Regions from separate parts of the Anser cygnoides genome. Here region 2 is linked to region 1. The links are chromatin contacts, called in public Hi-C maps. All regions are on one chromosome and are shown on one strand. The core of a region is the stretch at or near the end of the contact, and the rest is flanking DNA. Distances in the headings are between cores, read along the strand shown. Region 1 holds the start of ARRDC2 (arrestin domain containing 2). Region 2 holds the start of USE1 (unconventional SNARE in the ER 1).

What was found. Hi-C and Micro-C count contacts between places; a contact is called where the count stands out from the background.
Region 2: a contact with region 1 is called in a Hi-C map of liver, with 5 times the contacts expected there. The contact joins the promoter of USE1 here to the promoter of ARRDC2 in region 1. A contact is called at or near these places in 2 of 7 Hi-C or Micro-C datasets (both in liver).

What each region holds. Positions count from the first base shown.
Region 1 is chr27:2,120,505-2,123,883 of Taihu_goose_T2T_genome, forward strand. ARRDC2 (arrestin domain containing 2) reads right to left here and starts at 1,585. Exons shown (of 8, transcript XM_013195265.3): 1 at 1,055-1,585. The coding sequence starts at 1,319. It overlaps SAXO5 (stabilizer of axonemal microtubules 5), which reads right to left. Exons shown (of 8, transcript XM_066984132.1): 8 at 2,824-3,258. The coding sequence ends at 3,070.
Region 2 is chr27:2,259,330-2,262,649 of Taihu_goose_T2T_genome, forward strand. It overlaps USE1 (unconventional SNARE in the ER 1), which reads right to left and starts at 1,303. Exons shown (of 8, transcript XM_013195300.3): 1 at 1,135-1,303; 2 at 847-896; 3 at 273-351. The coding sequence starts at 1,236. It overlaps MYO9B (myosin IXB), which reads right to left. Exons shown (of 41, transcript XM_048077628.2): 40 at 2,926-3,053; 41 at 1,877-2,785. The coding sequence ends at 2,340.

The DNA of each region.
Region 1 (3,379 bases), core at 335-2,834:
GCAAACACGCTCGCGGCAGCTCGTGACTGCTCTACAGACATTCACTGCAGGGATAATGGGGAATAAAACTCACCCTATACCCTTACAGCTAACGCAGCCACCATCCAAACAGTGTGATGACCACTCAGGATCTTCTCCACTGGAGTTCGGGGCGCGGGCTTCTCCCACATCCTTAAGTGTCATCAGGCCGCTTAACACACTTGCAGCTGCCAAGGGGCCATCCTTAGGCACAGCACAGAAGAGCCGCTGCCAAAAAGACAGAAACTCTGGAGTAATGCAGGTGTTTGGAGCAGGTGGCAAGGTACAGTCGTCCAGAAAAAGAGAATATGGCCCTACAGTGCAGTCTAGGGACAAAAACACCTCCAGAGCAGCAGCTGCCATCACTCCTGCAAGCTCTGCGTTTGCCAGCTGGGCCCTTGGCCGCCAGCAAAACTCCATGCCCTCAGTACGTAGTATTAGGCACCCTAATACACCAAGCAGGACGGGCAATAAGATGGCATCGGAAAGGGGCGGAGGGGAAGCACAGAGCCACGGCTGTAATGATATCACTGTGGGGGAGGATAAAAGACAAGCACTTTCATAAGGCAGAGTTAACGAGCGGATGGACAGCTGCGATGTCCCGTATCCCTTGGCTCTGGATCATTTCATCCCAACCAGGCAAATAATTCAAGTGGCTTGTCCTCATGCAGTAGATCCAAGCAACATGCCAGCTGGGCATGTGGTTCCAGCATCAGAAAACTGGAAACAAATATTTACTGAACTACTAAGTGCTCTTTCCACACTTGTGAACAGACACTTCTATTTGCACTTCCCTGTGCAAACAGAACAAAAGCCACAACCCTTTCATGCTCACCAGCCCCGAGTTTGCAGGCGACCTCCCAGAAACCAGCAGCAAAGAAACCCTTGGCAGAGGCCGAGAGGGATGCTGCTGCTTGCAGGTGGCACCAACCTTCACGAGGAGGGTGGAGACCTGCCCAGAGAGGGTGCCTGCAGCCCATGGAGGTCCCAACCCAACACCCCGTAGCACACAGCCACCCTCGAGCCCCAGCCTTACCGGGGATGAGCTGGCAGCGGCGGTACAGGAAGGTCTGGAAGGCTGTGTAATCGTGGTAGACGGTGTTGAGCCCCACGCTGTGGCTCTCCAGCCAGTGCACGGAAGCGCGCCCGCGAGCGCACACCTCCAGCGCCCGTAGCCGCAGCGCGCCGCGCAGCTCCAGCCGCACGCGGCCGTGCAGCAGCTCCCCGCTGCCGTAGGCACCCCACACTCGCCCGTCCTCCAGCTCCACCGCCAAGCTCCGCACACGCCTGAGGGGCTGCATCGCTGCTGCCCCTGATTATCCGGGCAGTTCTGGGAGGCAGGCTGGTCCCCACTTTGGGCAAGCGGGACAGGCACCTGTGCGGCCCTCCAGGGAAAGGAAGAAAGAGCAAAGGCTGCCCCGAAATCCTTATTTATCCCTGCCCCTAAGCGGCCCGGCCCTCCAGGCCTAGCTCTCCCAAGGTTGGACTGAGACCCCGTTACATGGTGACGCTTTAGTGCTGACCCCGTGCGTGAGGCTGGTGCAGCGCCGAGGAGGGGGCCGTGGAGGCGAGTGACGCGTTTTTAAGCCGAAGGAGAAATAACGTCACGTTGTCTTATCTCTGAGTCACAGGCGCTGTTGATGTGCCACTGGTACGTGCTGGTGGCTCCGTCCGCAGGGAGCTGTCACGCACCGCCAGCCGTGCTGGCAGGTTTCATGTCACTGGGGGAAGCACAGAAAGGCTGTTTGGCCTTCCCAAATTCAGGCATTCCTGAAGCATTTCTGGAAGTGGATGGAGAGGGGTTTAGAAAGCCAAGACCCTTATCCCAAAAGCCAGCTTTGCTTTCTCTGTCTGAAATTGCATCAAAATCCATGTGGAAAAAAAAGTAAACAACCTCAGGGTCCTCCCAGCAGCAGCTCCCCAGCCAGCTGGTACCACCAAAAGGCTGATGTTCACCATTTAACAACCCCAGTGACCCACAGCTGTTCCTGCAGCAGTGCAACAGGTGGCAATGCCACCTCAGGGTCACATAAAAGCTATGGGGCAGACCCGTAGCATGTGCAAGTCCCTGTTACTACACCAAGTGACGCAATCCAGGCGTTTGAATCGAGGTGTTTGCAACCTACCAGTGTAAGACACCGATGTGAGGTGCCTGTGGGAATTTGCAAGGCTTGAGCGTGCAGCTTCTTTGAAGTACGTGTGGAGCACAGAACGTCCCTTTCCCAAGAGATGCAGAGTCAGATCCCAAAAGGAAAGCACAAGGGGTTTGTGGGCCCAGCCCCTGTTTACGTAGAGAACGCAGCGATTGGAAGTGATTTAGTAACGCCTGCTCAAATGCTTTGGTGTTGGTTTGCAGCACACATGAATCAAGTCTGTCCGCATCAAAAGGCCACGAAGAGCTTGTGAAGTGGCAGCTGTGACAAGGCACCAGCTGACCCTGCTCGCTTGGCCTCCCAGGGGAGGGAGCTGACCGCCCCACACGGATCCCGCTTCAAAATATCTACAGCCCAAACAGAGTTAGTGCAAGCTCAGCATTCAGGAAATCCACGTGAGCTATCAGCTCAACAAAAATACACTGCTCGTCGCTAGGAAAACAGCCCACTCATCATAAGCTGGGGAGGGCTACCTCTCTGTCCTACTGTTCACTGGCCTTTGGTTTCAGGCCTTGACACCAAAATCTAAACAGATAACAAGGGAAGATTCCAGCCCACATGCAGCCCTGACAGTGCCTCTCACTTTGCCTCTGATCTCTTGCCCTTCCTCTGAGCTTCCCCTACCCCACCTGCTCCCTCCTGCCCCAGCACCCGCCCGGAGGCACTCTGCGGGTCTTGCAACCCACAGAAATGTGTCACCCATGTCTTTGGGCTGATCCCCAGATGTTTATTCTTGTTGTCACAACACCTTGTGTCCTCATTCAACTCTTGAAATAAATGTTACCTGTAATAACACACAGATGGGCCAAAAGCAGGGCACCAGAAGAGCTAGGTAAAACAACACAGAGGCAGTCGATGGTGCAGGAAGTCCTGGGCAGTCAGCGAGAAAGGGGGAACGTCACGGTGCAAAGACCACCTTCCTCCGGGGGCAGTATCCTTTCAGGGTCCCCAGTGGGACGCGGCTCACTTGGGAGTCTCCCGTCTGGATTTCTGCTGGGCCTCTGGCCTTAGGTGTGAACGCATCCTTCTGCTCTGTGCTGAAGAGCTCCTGCGCCCTCCAGGGTAGCACCAGGTGCGAGCATTTCATCTGAGGAGACAGAAGGGCTTTCAGCGTGGGGTCACAGAGCTGGGGAAGAGGCAGGTGGAACCTGGCAGCCCCTACATCTGAGCCCCATAGTGGCTGCCCAGAGGGTTGTCCCCATGAGCAG
Region 2 (3,320 bases), core at 53-2,552, 140 kb after region 1:
GATTTCACATCAAAGAAGCACGGAAGGTACTGGCAAGATGCATTCTATGTTTTTTTGAAAAGTAAGAAAGAAGTTTCAGAATTCATACAATACCCCCTTTTAACAAAATACAATATATTCATACATATTTTATCAGGGAGTACCTGATCAGATTTTAAACAAGTGTTATTTTTGAGATATAAAATAAAAGGAAACATAGAAACAAGCTGACAAGGAGAAAATTAGTGGAGAATACTTTTAAAGTCTTTTCAAGCTGAACTAATATATCTTACCAATTTTTCAGCTTCTAAAAGTCCCTTTAGGAAGTCCACTTTGCGAGAGTATTCATTCAGCAGTTCTGGGGCAGGCTTGCTATTGGAATTGAAAAAAAAAAAAAACAACTATGAGAACCAGTAAGCCTCAGCACTTTCTATTACTTAGGTAACTTTTCAAATAAAACAAAACAGCACATGGTTCTTCAAAGAAGAAATAGCCTCAAGCTGGGAACACTCCTGCAACCCCCCACGAGTCACCTTTTCCAGGGCACTGTGGATGCTGATGGCTCAGGCCACGGCATGCCCAGAGGTGCAAGAACACTGCGTGAGGCCGAGACCTGATGATCTTCGAGGCACCTTCCAACCCAAGCCATTCTATGATTCTATGAAGGAAAGTGTCTGCAACCATGACTGAGCTGCAAAGCTCCTTGAGGTGCTGGATGGTGCCTGCTGCACACACACTATTTCCCCTTAACAGACAGGTATCTCCACAGGGAAGCGTACGTATTCCTGGTGCTTGGGGGTACATTTGGCTTACAGGTAAGAGACCACTGGCAATGCGGGACACTCAGGTCTTCAAAGGGCATCTCACCTGGACTGCTTCTTCAGCTCTCGGAGCATGTCTTCAAGAGCTGTCACATACTGGGGAGAAAAAGGTTTTTAGTTGTCAGCATTAACGAGATACATTCTGCCTGGCAGAGGCTGCAGCACGCCTGAGAGAAAGACTTAAGTTTTAACACTATAAAACACCCGCTACCTCAGTTTATTTCGAGAAGGCGAACCGTGCTGCTGAGGGGAGAGGGGCTCCCGGGCCGCCCGCTTTTCCCGGCCGGTCTCGCCCCGCGGCGCGCTGCCCCTGGACGGCCGGGCCGCGCCTCACCTTCTCCAGCCGCCACTCCTCGGGGTCTCGCCGCTCCGCCGCCAGCGCCTCGCAGCGGCTCAAGAGCCGCATCAGGTTCAGCTCCAGCCGCGTCGCCGCCATGGCGGACCGGGGCCACCGGAAAGCGCCTCAGCGCCGCTCCCCGGAAGGCGGACGCCATTTTAGGGCGGGGCGGGAGGAGGCGCCATCTTAGGGCGGGGCGCGGGGAGGAGCGGCGGGTTGGAAAGATCGCTGAATGTTTCTATTAAAAAATAAAATAAAATAAAATCCCACACCTAAACCAACAAATGCCCCCACGCATCCACACAGGCTGCTGCTGCTCGGACCCAGTGGGGTAGCGTCGATACAGCCTCCGCAGCAGTGCTTTTCCCTCTCAGAGGAGCAGCACCTAGCATCAGGGATTTTGGACAAATTCCACAACAATGTGTACATGGCGCTCAGCTTTAAAGCGTTTTATGCATTAGTGCGCTTCGCCCTGAGGGATTTCACCACACAGATGTTAATTGTGAGGGGCTGAGGCAGCTCTGCACAGCACAAGCTGGGCTGTGCATTTGGTTCAAAGGGCACCAAAATACTTCATGGTGACACCAGTTTTGCCATTAGTGCTTCCCCTGTGTGGAGAGCTTTCCCACCGTGATTTGAAGTGCTGACAAAAAGCAAGTCAAAGCAGTGACTTCCTATCTAATAACTTGTTCACTAAGAAAGGCAGGTACTGGCAAAAGAACATTGATAAACTAACACATATTTTTAAAAAGTGCAATGTATTAATAAAAGTTTTTATACATTTTGGTCTCCGTTAAGGCTATTACAACATTAACCGTTTTGTAAACCACACAAAGTTGTCATAAAAACATACAAAAATCAAGGCAACACACATTGACGCAAAGTCACTGTTGGTCCCATTAGAGTCCATTGTAAGGCAAATGGAAAAAGGCACGGCAGCAGAATCAGGGGACATTTTTTTTCCTGTACACTCAATCCATGTATTTTACTCAAGGTAAGTTTTATGTTCTACTTCCTTGCAGGGTTTTAATTTAAAGTGAAGCATATTTCTTTTAAACAACCTTGCTTAACCCTTACAGTACTGTATGTTTCCAGGCTGTCTCCCCAGCAGCCACTTAAAAGAACATGAAAAGTCCACAGCCTCCAAAGGGTTAAAAACAAAGCTGCAGTCAACTTTTGAAAATCCAGACAGCTTAAGTATTTCATTCATCTGTACAGGGAATGTGGGAGTAAGGGTCCGAAAACCTCCGTTTTACTTTTGCTGTTGGTTCATATTCATCTAAAAGTTCCTGAGCGTGGGCCACTGCAGACCCTTGTGCAATGTATACAGAGTGGATTTTATCAGTTCGCCTTGCTGGCTGCTCCCTTCGTTTCACCACTATTTGAGACTCTTCATTAGCTGAAATCCTTCCCTGAGATTCTATACATTTGAAAATCCCAGGAGGAAGCTTTATATTTGCTGTTGGCATCACTGGAGTTCGACGGGGCACTTTAATCTTGGACAGCGTTAAAGATAGTCTGCGTCTTGAAGCCAGGGATGCAGAGGAAGAGCTTGAATAGGTTTGCAAAAGAGAAGGCACTTTGCAAATGTCTTTGGCAGGCATATTGGAGCTCTGAGCACGGCAGTGTAATCCAGAAAGTGTAATTCCTTTAAAGAAAAAATACACTGAAAGCATGAAAGTGTAATTCGATATAAGCAGCTGTGACCAGATAACATCTGGTCACCTGGCTGGCTGTATGCAGTGAAATATGTAGAATAAAAAAAGCACACACTACCTTAATACTGACCTTCGGTATCCATCCGTCCTGTTCTCTCCTCTAGCAGGCTCTCTGTGCTTGCTGAGGTCTCAGAGTCTACATTTTCCTCATCAGAGCCTCGCTGATCAAGCTCAGGTAACCGATAAGTTATATCTTCCCTACATCAAAAGAGAGAGCATAGCACTCTAGAAACATCTCTGATATAAGCAAATTTAAGCAGTACATATTTCAGAGGTATACCATCCTCAATAGAGTCATTAAATAATAATAATTTTCTTTCCTAGTCCTTTACATTTTCCTTTTCACCTTCATAAAGGCCTACAGAACATAATTAACTAGATCATTTAGGGACATGGTTTTAGGGGGTGGTATCAGTGGTAGGAGGATGGTTGGACCAGAAGATCTTGGAGGTCTCTTCCAACCTT